Regions from separate parts of the Zea mays genome. Here region 1 is linked to region 2. A link is a contact called in public Hi-C data. All regions are on one chromosome and are shown on one strand. The core of a region is the stretch at or near the end of the contact, and the rest is flanking DNA. Distances in the headings are between cores, read along the strand shown.

Region 1 (5,192 bases), core at 2,586-5,085, 160 kb before region 2:
GCTAGCCTAAAGTCTACATTTCAAATATCCATGAAGCCTGGCACAATGGTGAGAAGCATTTTCACTGAGCCAAAGGTCCTGGGTTCCATGCAGCCTCTCTGCAAAATGCAGGGGTAACGCTTGCCTCGGCTATTTCTTCCATAGACCCCACTCATGTGGAAGCCACCAGCACCGGGTCTGTCCTTTAAATATTTATGAATTTACATGAAAAAATTATGCAGTGTGTGTTTACCCAAAATCTGAAGTACCACAAGAACTGGTAGTTTGTGTATAACAAACTAGGTGAGGAGAGGTGTATTTCTAACTTGGTGACGGTGGGAGGCTACACAGTTCAAGTTCAATCTAAGTCAAATCCCTTCAGATGCATTGCTTTCAACCATTATCAAGACAAAAAAAGTTCTATAAACAACTTAAAATATTAAAGTCTTAATGCAACCTAGCACAAAGCAGCTGCATGGATGCTATTAATTTAATAGTATACATGCATGTCACTTGTCTTATGAGGTGTTTGGTTGTACTAACTAAAGTTTTTTAGTTTAGTCCGTTTCACAACAATCCGCCCTCAAAGAGCCAATTTAAAAGCGAACATCGGATGTTTGAATGCCAATTACGAGTATTAAATATTATTCTAATTATGAAACTAATTATACAAATGAAGACTAAATAATGAAACTAATTTAATAATCCTAATTAATCCATGATTGGCAAATGTTTACTGTAGATCACATGAGTGAATCATGAACTAATTAGGCTTAACAAGTTTGTCTTGTCGTTTAGTCCTCACATGTGTAATTAGTTTTGTAATTACACTATATTTAATACTTCTAACTAACATCCAAACATCCGTGACGGGACTAAAATTTAGCCACCTGCATTCAAACACCACCTTATATGTATCACACAAAGTCATGCTTTGATGTATCATAGTTTTCAAGCTTTGCTTTTCGAGTCAGGGTGAAATGATTTTAACACAGGCAGTTCTATTTGTGTACCTAACTACCTATTTGTCCAAGAATAAACAAACTAACAAAATGACCCACAAGAAAGAGTACCATTTTCTGTTGTCAAATAGAAAAAATAGCTAGCATCTACGTTGTCAAATAGAATATGTTCTTTTGATGCTCATATGATAGAAAAGGGAAATGTACAAGCTTAAATTCACAATTCTGTATGCCACAAGTTTCTAAGAAACAAAATCCAGTGCAAGTAGAAGATAGAAATAATCGTTACTTCTTGCCAATGCAAAGTGGACTGTACAGTAACATGATGCTAGTACTAGTCAACAATAATTAATATGTTTGCTTGGAACATGTTAAGCTACCGTAGACATATAAACAAATTAAGTGGAATATGTTTGCTCACTAGTACAAAAAAACAATAAGGCATTAAGCAATTTATCCAACAACTAAGCGTAGGACATATAAAAGAGCCAAATTGATCCAGATCCTCAATTGACTACTGCAGCATTCCACCTTCCATATGTTGCAAGATTATTCACTGTTTGTTGATGATGTGACACTCTTGATCTCTAGACCCTGGTTTTGTTAAAATGAAAATAGCCAGCCCTTGCTATTGCAAAAGAAATTCCATTGGCCCACCACAGTAGGCCCATGAGATGACTTGTCAATCCTATAGTGCAGTCAGTACTTGTCACATTATGTGTGTACCACAGGGTAGCAATGCTCAGGCTACCCAGAGTGCAAACATACTGCAACACCCCACCCACCAAGCTCCCAATTCACAGCAGATTGCCCAGCAAACTACTCACTGCAGCTCAGGGGCAGATCCAGGATCCGATCACGGCCTGGGCCGGTCTATTGGATATAATATTCTTCCAATATACTCTAGTGTAAAACAATAAATGTGACTAGAGACATATGGATCATGCCCCGGGCCACGGACCGGGTGGCCCGGGGCTTGTATCCGCCCCTGCTGCAGCTGAGACAGGCGGTCTGGCATAATATGGATCAGTGTATACCTAAGATGCTATGGAGCTGTACTAGGTGAGACATGACATCTCTCAGGCCTGCCACAGTGGGAGAGGGGACTATTTTGAAAATTCAAGCAGGGGGAACCATTTCCGTCCAAATATGTGACGAGAGAGTCAGATGAATCAAATTAGTCCCTGTTGTACCTATAAAGCATTCCCATGCATACATAAACGTATAATATAATCAAGATTGAGCATGTCTACCACACCAATCGATTGATGCACCAAGACAGTTACATTCACCATTGAGAACCTTGTTTCACTAAAGGAACACCGATATTCCACATAATTGTTTGCTATAGAGATTAAATCAGATCAACATCATTCTATATATAGGTTGGTGTCAAGTTGATGTTTGAACTGTGGTCAATTTTAAAAGTACCCAATAAAACCATAATCCTTTTTTTGCAGCAGCAATTGCAATATACACAAGTTAACAATCCATGATACTGCTATCTAGTAGAAGTTATGAAACCAGCAACCGAGTATATGACCAATTTAATAAAATCAAATTAGTTTCTTCTTAGTATATAATGATTGCAGCTCTCCTGTTTGATGCGAGAGAAAAATCAAATCAAATTAGCTTTACCATTTGCAGCGCGTACCTTCATAGCAGCACTTACGGAGCAGGGCACTGACCACCTGACGAGTAGAGTCATCATTCTCCACCAGCAAGACTCTCAGTGTCTTCACAGGTAGGAACCTCTCCCAGTGAATGCTTTGTCTTTGTTCCTCCTTATGCTCATCCACCTGCTGCATGCCTGGCGGTGGCGCACTGTGCCCGTTGTTGGCCAAGTCCTCTTCCTTTTCCCTCCATTCATCTGCGTCAGCTTCAGCCTGATGGTGGCCATTCTCTAAGGCGGCATTCCCTATCCCTAACACATCCTTGCGGGAAGGCCCGTCTGTGCCAGCTTGGCAAGCACTGCCCATTATTAGCCCGATTCGAAGAAAGAGAGAGCACTGAGGTGGTTTGTGCAACTAGAGGGAGTCCACGGATGGTTGAGCACATCCTATGTCAGCATAAAAAATGCATATGCTGAATCCAACTGCGAATCTGCAGGGAAAACACACAGGAATCAAACACCGATCTGTCATGAGCATAACAGATGCTCAGAATAAGCTACTCCATTCTGCAGTATCGGTGAGAGCGAGAGAGGACTAATTGTAGCGAGGCTCACTTGTCGCCGGGCTGGAAGAAATTATTCTTAAGCCATGTGCTCCGCGACGCCCAAAACCAGTTGCTCCCGACTCCTGCGAAACATTAAAACAGCTCATATGATAAGGATCGTGTACGAAGTTCCCCGCATACAAAACCGACAATAGAGATTTGAGGCAGTACGAGACAAAGGATTTGGTATGCTTAGAGAAAGGAAATCAGAAACCACCGTCTCCCTTGAGAATCCAACTGATCCGCAGGTCCGAGCTAAATATAGAGCAAAAGGATAAGTAGACCTCGTCAGAGCAAAACTTTAGAAGGAAAAAGGCTGTGAAGCAAACAAACATCGCAATTCCAACTTGCCTCCACCCAAGGTAACAGCAGCGCCTGCGAGCCGGTCCACTCTTGGAAACGGACGTCTCGAGATCCCCTGGGGGCGACCCTCACGAACTCTGCCGCAGAAACAACACAGAAAAAGGCAGCTAAATGAATTAAAAAAATATGAAAAAAGAGTTGAATTCACGAGCTAGCTCCCGTAGCCGCAGCAGAGGGCGCGGTGCGCACCTAAGCGTGGGTGTTACGATGACGAGGAGGAGTTGAGGCCGCGAGAGTTCCGAACCAAATGGCGGGGACAGGAGAGACGATGCACTGTTGTGAGGGTTCGGAGCCAAATGGCGGGGAGAGGAGAGGAGAGGACAGGAGTGGGAGGGAGGAGGGCCGCGGAGGATGCGATAGATAACCAGGGGGGAGGGGAAGCGCTCGCCGTGACGTGGAGCAAGTGGAGGTGGGCAGGGAGTGGGGCGGGCCCCACGCCGTGTCCGAGATCCGACGAGATCTAAAGCCGCGTGCTCCCTGGGCTCGCCCCGAATCCTCAGATCGACAGGGGCCCACGTGGAGCGGCGCGCGCGGGCCCGTCGTGGCTACGTCACTGGCCGGTGGGGTCTGAGGTGTCGCATGGACCCGCACGTCGGTGGACTGGGGTGGGCTTGGGGAGCCGGTGTGCGGCCGGGGAGTGCTGGGGCCCGCGGTTCGGAGGGAAAGATCATCACGGCCTTGGCTTAACGGCGTTTGAGCGGGGCCTGGAGAGCGATTTGCGAAGCAGGGCACTCCCCCGTCTCGCTGGGCTAGCGTTGCCTTTTGTTTCCGGGAGTGGGAGAGGCCGAATTTTTTGTATTTTAGCCCTTAAACAGAAGTAAATTCACGTTTAGATCTAAAAAAATTTTAAATGCAGTTTTGGACCCTTAGCTCGGCGCCATAGGTTGTGGCGCCGAGCTAACACAGCTCGGCGCCACAGCCTATGGCGCCGAGCTGTGACGTGGCCGCAACGGCTAGCTGCGTCCAGGGCTGACCTGGCTCTGACGTGGCGGCGGCGCGGCCTCGTAGCTCGGCGCCACAGATCTTGGCGCCGAGCTACAAATTCCTATAAAAACGCCCGCGCGGCTGGCCGAGAGCAGCTCATTTCATCCCATTTCCAAACTTCGTAAAAATTTCCTGGATTCAAAGATTTGAGTTGGTTCACTTCGTAGACCAAGGTATGATTTCCAACTGATTCCTTTTGTATATTAGGTTGTTAGTTTAATAATTTGTATACACCTATTATATTATCATTTCGATTATTAGTTTGTGTAAACTTATTATAAAGCATAATAGGTACAAGTGATAATTATAATCGTTTATTAGATGAAAGACATGTACCGAGAGGCGTTGTGGCAGAAGAGAGGTCGTCCTCGGGAGTTATATCCGGACGTATCTAGTAAGGATGCTCCTGTTCCTCCTGAACTCCCCGTGCCTAACTGTGACTGTGGCAGACTGGCTTGGGTACATCAATCACAACATCCAGACACGGCTGCTCGCTGCTACTACCTTTGTGGCACTTTGGACGTACGTAGCTTATGACTTGTCACTTAATTTTGTTCGCGTTCATTATTTTGTAGATATGTAATAGTGCATCTTTCCATTATTTTAGGGACATCAGAGGTGTTTCTTTTTCCAGTGGATCGATGGTCCTGATAAATTTGACCCTCGATATCTTCTTTTCGTTAATTG
Region 2 (5,680 bases), core at 1,455-3,954:
TAAAGCACGGTCTCTAGGCTACTAAATTCTATAAAGAATTTAGTGCAGTCATTGCTTAGGACTCCATCACCCTATGCTTTTACCCAAAAACTGTAACCTTATTTTGCATGTATACCATGCAGTTTCGACTTATTAAAGTGCTATGTTATTCATGCAAACATAAAAGAATGCAAAAACATAAGTAAGTCGAAAATATGTGAATTATAAATGTAAAAAAAATATAATTCACTAACAAGTCTGCATTTTTTATACTAAAAACAGACAAGTATGTACAATTACATATATAATAAGCAATCTAAATATTTAAATTTAGATACTCAACACTGTTGAAAACAGTAATTTAAATGAACACAATGTTCGTCTGATTATAATTGCAGAAAATCAGAAAAAATGGTAAAGGATTCAGCCCAACCGCAGGTAGCCCATTCAGGCCGATTCCAGCCAGGCAGTTGGCTAGGCAACCTCCTCAACCGGCCCACTAGACGACCCAGACATCTAGAGGAGTGCTGGCAGTTAGGGTTGCAACCACTCCATCTCCTGGCGGCGGCCGGCCGTCCTGGTGCAGCAGGCAGGGCGCGATGCCCAGGTACGGGCTTCGCGGCGGCTCGGCGCGGTCTCAACAGCGCGAACACGTGGGCACGACCTATGCGGCCACTGAGCGGGTGCGCGGCCCCGACGTCGGTGCCATGGTGCGGCCCTCTGGTGGCGCGGGCACGCGGCCCCAGCCCCAACCTCGGCGCGTGGGCACGACGGCACTGGCCCCGGCGGCTCGCGTCGTGGGCGCGGCCCTGGCGGTTGGTGACCCCCGTCTCTGGCGAGCGCAGCCTTAGTCGCGGCCATCCCGGCGAGGCGGCCGAGCCCCACCGGTGCGTCGCGGGCGCGGGCCAAGCAGCGCGTAGGCCCCCAGACGGCGGCCTCGGCGTAGCGCGTGCAGGGCACCCCGGCAGCGCAGGCGCGGCGGCCTGCCATGGCACACGGCGTGTGCGGCTGCCCGGCCGAGGCGCGGGCGCGGCGGCCCGGCCATGGCGCGCGGCTGCCCGGCGAGCTGCGGCCTGCCCCGGCGCATGAGCACTTGGTCCCGGCGGCCCTGGCTGCTCGGCGCACGCGGGCAGGCCCCCGATGGCACGGCACAGCGCGGGCGCAGGCTCCTATTCGCGCGGGCGGGCACACAGCCCCAGCACCATGGCACTGGCATGGGTCCCACTGTGTGCGTCGTCGGCACGGCGACCGAGCGTGGGCGCAGAGGCCACAAGCAGCACTACACATACATCATCAGTGCTACAACGTATTTTGTAGAAGTCAAAAAGGAATTGGATACTTCGCACGTACTGTTTCTGGACATCGAAGCCACTCCTTTCCATCTTGCTAGCGGCAACTTGTTCCTCTTTTTTTTCTCTGATTTGTTTCTCTGATCTCGCGAGTCGTGCTGATAACGTGTTGAAGCGCAGTGAAAAACGAGAAGCGAGAGAATGACAAATGACAGTCGTATATCTTTATTGCAGCGAGAACTCTGTTTATATACGGGTGAAGGGGTGCGTTCTCAAGAGGGTGTCCCTTGGGAATTATCTGTCGCACTCCTTGAATTGATCACAAAATACAATATTTTGTAACACAAACAATGGCCTATCTCTCTCTGACTCCCATCAGCTCGTCGAGCCTAGTGACGGCCCCACGTCTTGATCTGAGAACCGTACGGAATGATACTCGCCGCCAAAAGAAAATTGCGAAACCATAGATAGGATGGCCGTAACTTCAGCAATCTGTCTCTCCCACACAGAAAGATGGAGACGTGCAAAATAAATAGGAATCCGGAGATACTTTGCTCAGCTCGCGTATCACGCGGGAACAATAGAAAGTTGGGCTTCGCAATCATTCATGGCATCGGTTTCTTAAGCCCTCCCTTGTTCCAATCGCCCGGGGCAACACTGTACTGCTAGCAGTACACATCAGTTTGTTATTAGGGGTTCCTCAATCCTCATCCATTAGGATATTTTCCTGACAAAAAAGAAAAAGAAAAGAATGGGCACTTGCACTGGAAACTAGTTTCAGTTCTGCATCGAGCCGCCAAGCATCGACCTTGTCTTTTGCAGGGGCCAGTGCTTGTGCTTGTCGACCAATAGTGAAACTGGATTCGTTAAACAAATCTTGAGCATATATATTGAATGTGTCGGATCTGTTTAGAGACGCCGGGACCGTCCCAAATCTGCCTGCAGGAGGCATTCGGGAACATTGGGGCTGTACCGGACATCTTGAAATCCTTGTTGTATAGTTTTCTTTTTGAGAGAGCAGCCGGAAGAAGATACACCACGTGATCACACCACACTACTAAGTCAAGTTACACTTGAGCCTTCTCACTGCTGAAGTTTAGCACTTACCTCCGGACCGCGGCCGATGTCAACAACCTATAATAGGCCATAGCTTGGAGTCGGGAGTCGGGACTCGGCTTTCCACACGTTGCCACTGAGCCACTGAGGACGACGACACGGGCGGTCAAAAGCCACCGCGGCAGGCACGGCCAGCCACGCACGCAGACCGCATCATCAGCCATGGCCCAACGCCCAAGCGCCGCAGACCGGACGTCATTCCCTGACGCGTCCCCGTCCAATCCGGCGCCGGCGCCAGCAAAATCAACGCGTCGGCGGCTATCGGCCAATTGCCAATTCCTCCCGCCGAACGCTGAGACCCTGACACGGTGGCCCACCATCGCAGCAGGGCACCCCTGCCTCCTCCTCCTCCACTCACCAGCCCAACCGCGTGCGACGTCCGTTATCCGATCTGGTGGGTGCGTGTCCTCGTTTGACCGTTGAAGAGCCCTGCCCGCCGTCGGATCCGAACAGCTTCCCTTCCATCAGATTCAGAGCGCCGTCCGCAGCCGACTAGCAACAGTGGCCGTCCCGCTCACTTTCTCGCTACCTTCCTCAGCCGGAGTCGTGGGCAGAGCAGAGCGATCGAGGCCTGCTTCAGCAGTTCAGCTGCAGCCGCCGCCCGCCCGTCCCCCAGTCCCCACCTTCTTTTATAAATCCCACGCCTGCGCTTCCTCTTTTGACGAATCGGTCGCGAGGGGAGAAAGATAGGAGTCAATTAATTTGCCTGTTCTGCTTGCTGCTGACCTTGTGAGTGAGCCGCCGGTCTTCCCCTTCCTCGCCGAGGGGAAATAATAAGGCAGCCACAGCCAGGGCCGCCCCGAGGAAGAAGATGAGCGGAGGAGGCGTGGACGGAGCTCCGGTCGCCGAGTTCCGGCAGACGGTGACGCACGGCGGCCGGTTCCTGCAGTACAACATCTTCGGCAACCTGTTCGAGATCACGCACAAGTACCAGCCCCCCATCATGCCCATCGGCCGCGGCGCCTACGGGATCGTCTGGTACGTTCTCGCGAACTGCAGGCTCTCGGCTGCTTGGGCCGCCGTGTGGCTGATTTTTCTCGCGAACTGCAGCAGATGGTTGCCAGGTGTTAGGGTTTTTTTTTTACTAGCTATTCGTTCATAGGGATGATGGATGGGCATGGATTGATTGGTTGGACCTGGACCACCGTACCGATAGGCTCTTAATTTGATCCTGCACAGCGCGTAATATATAGATAGCAGTTGATTATAGTTCTGAAGAAGAAGAAGAAAATAATGATCTGTACTGTGCTACGGACGGACGCGCGCAGCTCGGTGATGAACTCCGAGACGAAGGAGATGGTGGCCATCAAGAAGATCGCCAACGCCTTCGACAACCACATGGACGCCAAGCGCACGCTCCGGGAGATCAAGCTGCTGAGGCACCTCGACCACGAGAACGTATGTCAAAACAGAGCATATCTATATAAAATAGTTGTTGGATGATCTGACGCCGATTGCTGCTGCTCCGATTTGGACCAACAATTAAAACAGATCATCGGCATCAGGGACGTGATCCCGCCGCCCGTCCCGCAGGCGTTCAACGACGTGTACATCGGGACGGAGCTGATGGACACGGACCTGCACCACATCATCCGGTCCAACCAGGAGCTCTCGGAGGAGCACTCCCAGTACTTCATGTACCAGATCCTCCGCGGGCTCAAGTACATCCACTCCGCCAACGTGATCCACCGCGACCTCAAGCCCAGCAACCTGCTGGTGAACGCCAACTGCGACCTCAAGATCTGCGACTTCGGGCTGGCGCGCCCGTCCTCCGAGAGCGACATGATGACGGAGTACGTGGTCACGCGCTGGTACCGCGCGCCCGAGCTGCTGCTCAACTCCACCGACTACTCGGCGGCCATCGACGTCTGGTCCGTCGGCTGCATCTTCATGGAGCTCATCAACCGCCAGCCGCTCTTCCCCGGACGCGACCACATGCACCAGATGCGCCTCATAACCGAGGCACGAGCACGACGCACGCACCACATCCTTCCTATAATTCAATTCCTTCTTCTTCTGCTGCTGCTGATGAACATCGCCGGCACGCGGCAGGTGATCGGGACGCCCACGGACGATGAGCTCGGGTTCATCCGGAACGAGGACGCGCGGAAGTACATGCGCCACCTCCCGCAGTTCCCGCGCCGGCCGTTCGTCAGCCTGTTCCCGCGGATGCAGCCCGTCGCGCTGGACCTCATCGAGCGGATGCTCACCTTCAACCCGCTGCAGAGGATCACAGGTCAGTCGGCGCGGGCCTACTACAGCTTAGCCTGTTCTTTTTCCTCCCTAGCTTCTTCTCTCCATGTGCAACTTGCAACTGGGTGGCTGCTGAATCCTGAACTCCGCCGCACGTGTTCTTTAGTTGGCGTCGGTAGTCACTGTGGTACTAGCATGTGGGGGCATGCACTCGCGATGCAGTGTATAGTGCGTAGTATGTAGGCAAGGCAACGCAGCTGACAACATGTCGCATTTCCAGAGAGAGAGGGGGGGGCATGCGTTTGGTTTGTCCGCGCAATTTTGGGTGTTGGACTGGCCTGGTAAGGACTCAGGAGCATATGCAATCTTCTTTGTCTGAACTAGAAACTTTCACGCGCCAACAAAACGGAACGATTTGGTAGTCCTCTCCTCTTCGTTGAATTCATTCAGAGTTAGAGACCATAACAGAAAACAGGGCGTCAGTTCTGTGATTCTAGTTAGCTGCTGTTTAAAATTAGTTGGAGATATAGGCTATTAGCTGTTTTTAGGTAGAGACATCTAATATCTCTAGCTAATAGGCTATTAACTGCTTGTTTCTTTCTCCTCCTGCGTTTCCCAATTCTAATATTGTGCATCCAGCTCATCAAAGTTGTGCACGCTGTGGTCTGCGGGAGCTTTCTCCATTTGCATCCAAATTAATGCCTTGATGTTACTACCTTCTACGTTTACATTACAGTACTTTGGGTGCTGCTGCTTTGACCCATCCTCGGCTTTGTATCCTCCTCCTGTCCTCCATATCGCTTTTGCCGAAATGACGATGACGGGGCTATGTGCATAGAAAATAAACATGTTTTAAGATAGAAAAAAAACTATCGATACATAGTCTTAAGGGCTAGTTTGGTAACACTATTTTTAAAATAAAAAAAAACTAATTTTTCTTTAGAAAATAGAAATTCCTTGAAAAGATAGGATGCCAAACTAGCCCTAAATATTAGATTCCTCCACTGGCAACACTGGCATTGGCAGGCAGCTATCTATCTATACATGATCTTAAACATTAGAATATCCAGGACTTGGATTATACCTTCATTATACTTATTGCT

The links. A called contact is a pair of places that touch in the nucleus more often than the background predicts.
Region 1: a Hi-C map of ear shows a contact between it and region 2, with 2.7 times the contacts expected there. The contact joins the promoter of LOC100280240 here to the promoter of LOC103640360 in region 2. A contact is called at or near these places in 4 of 25 Hi-C or Micro-C datasets (bundle sheath, ear, leaf and 1 more).

Annotation. Positions count from the first base shown.
Region 1 is chr9:144,679,732-144,684,923 of Zm-B73-REFERENCE-NAM-5.0, reverse strand. It overlaps LOC100280240 (PseuodARR-B transcription factor), which reads right to left and starts at 3,835. Exons shown (of 12, transcript NM_001153169.2): 1 at 3,711-3,835; 2 at 3,510-3,598; 3 at 3,330-3,413; 4 at 3,169-3,241; 5 at 2,596-3,044. The coding sequence starts at 2,920.
Region 2 is chr9:144,514,034-144,519,713 of Zm-B73-REFERENCE-NAM-5.0, reverse strand. LOC103640360 (translation initiation factor IF-2) reads right to left here and starts at 2,704. Exons shown (of 2, transcript XM_008662957.2): 1 at 2,459-2,704; 2 at 211-1,148. The coding sequence starts at 2,704. The coding sequence ends at 366. LOC103639280 reads left to right here and starts at 3,058. Exons shown (of 6, transcript NM_001301617.1): 1 at 3,058-3,362; 2 at 3,653-3,782; 3 at 3,876-4,346; 4 at 4,437-4,620. The coding sequence starts at 3,196.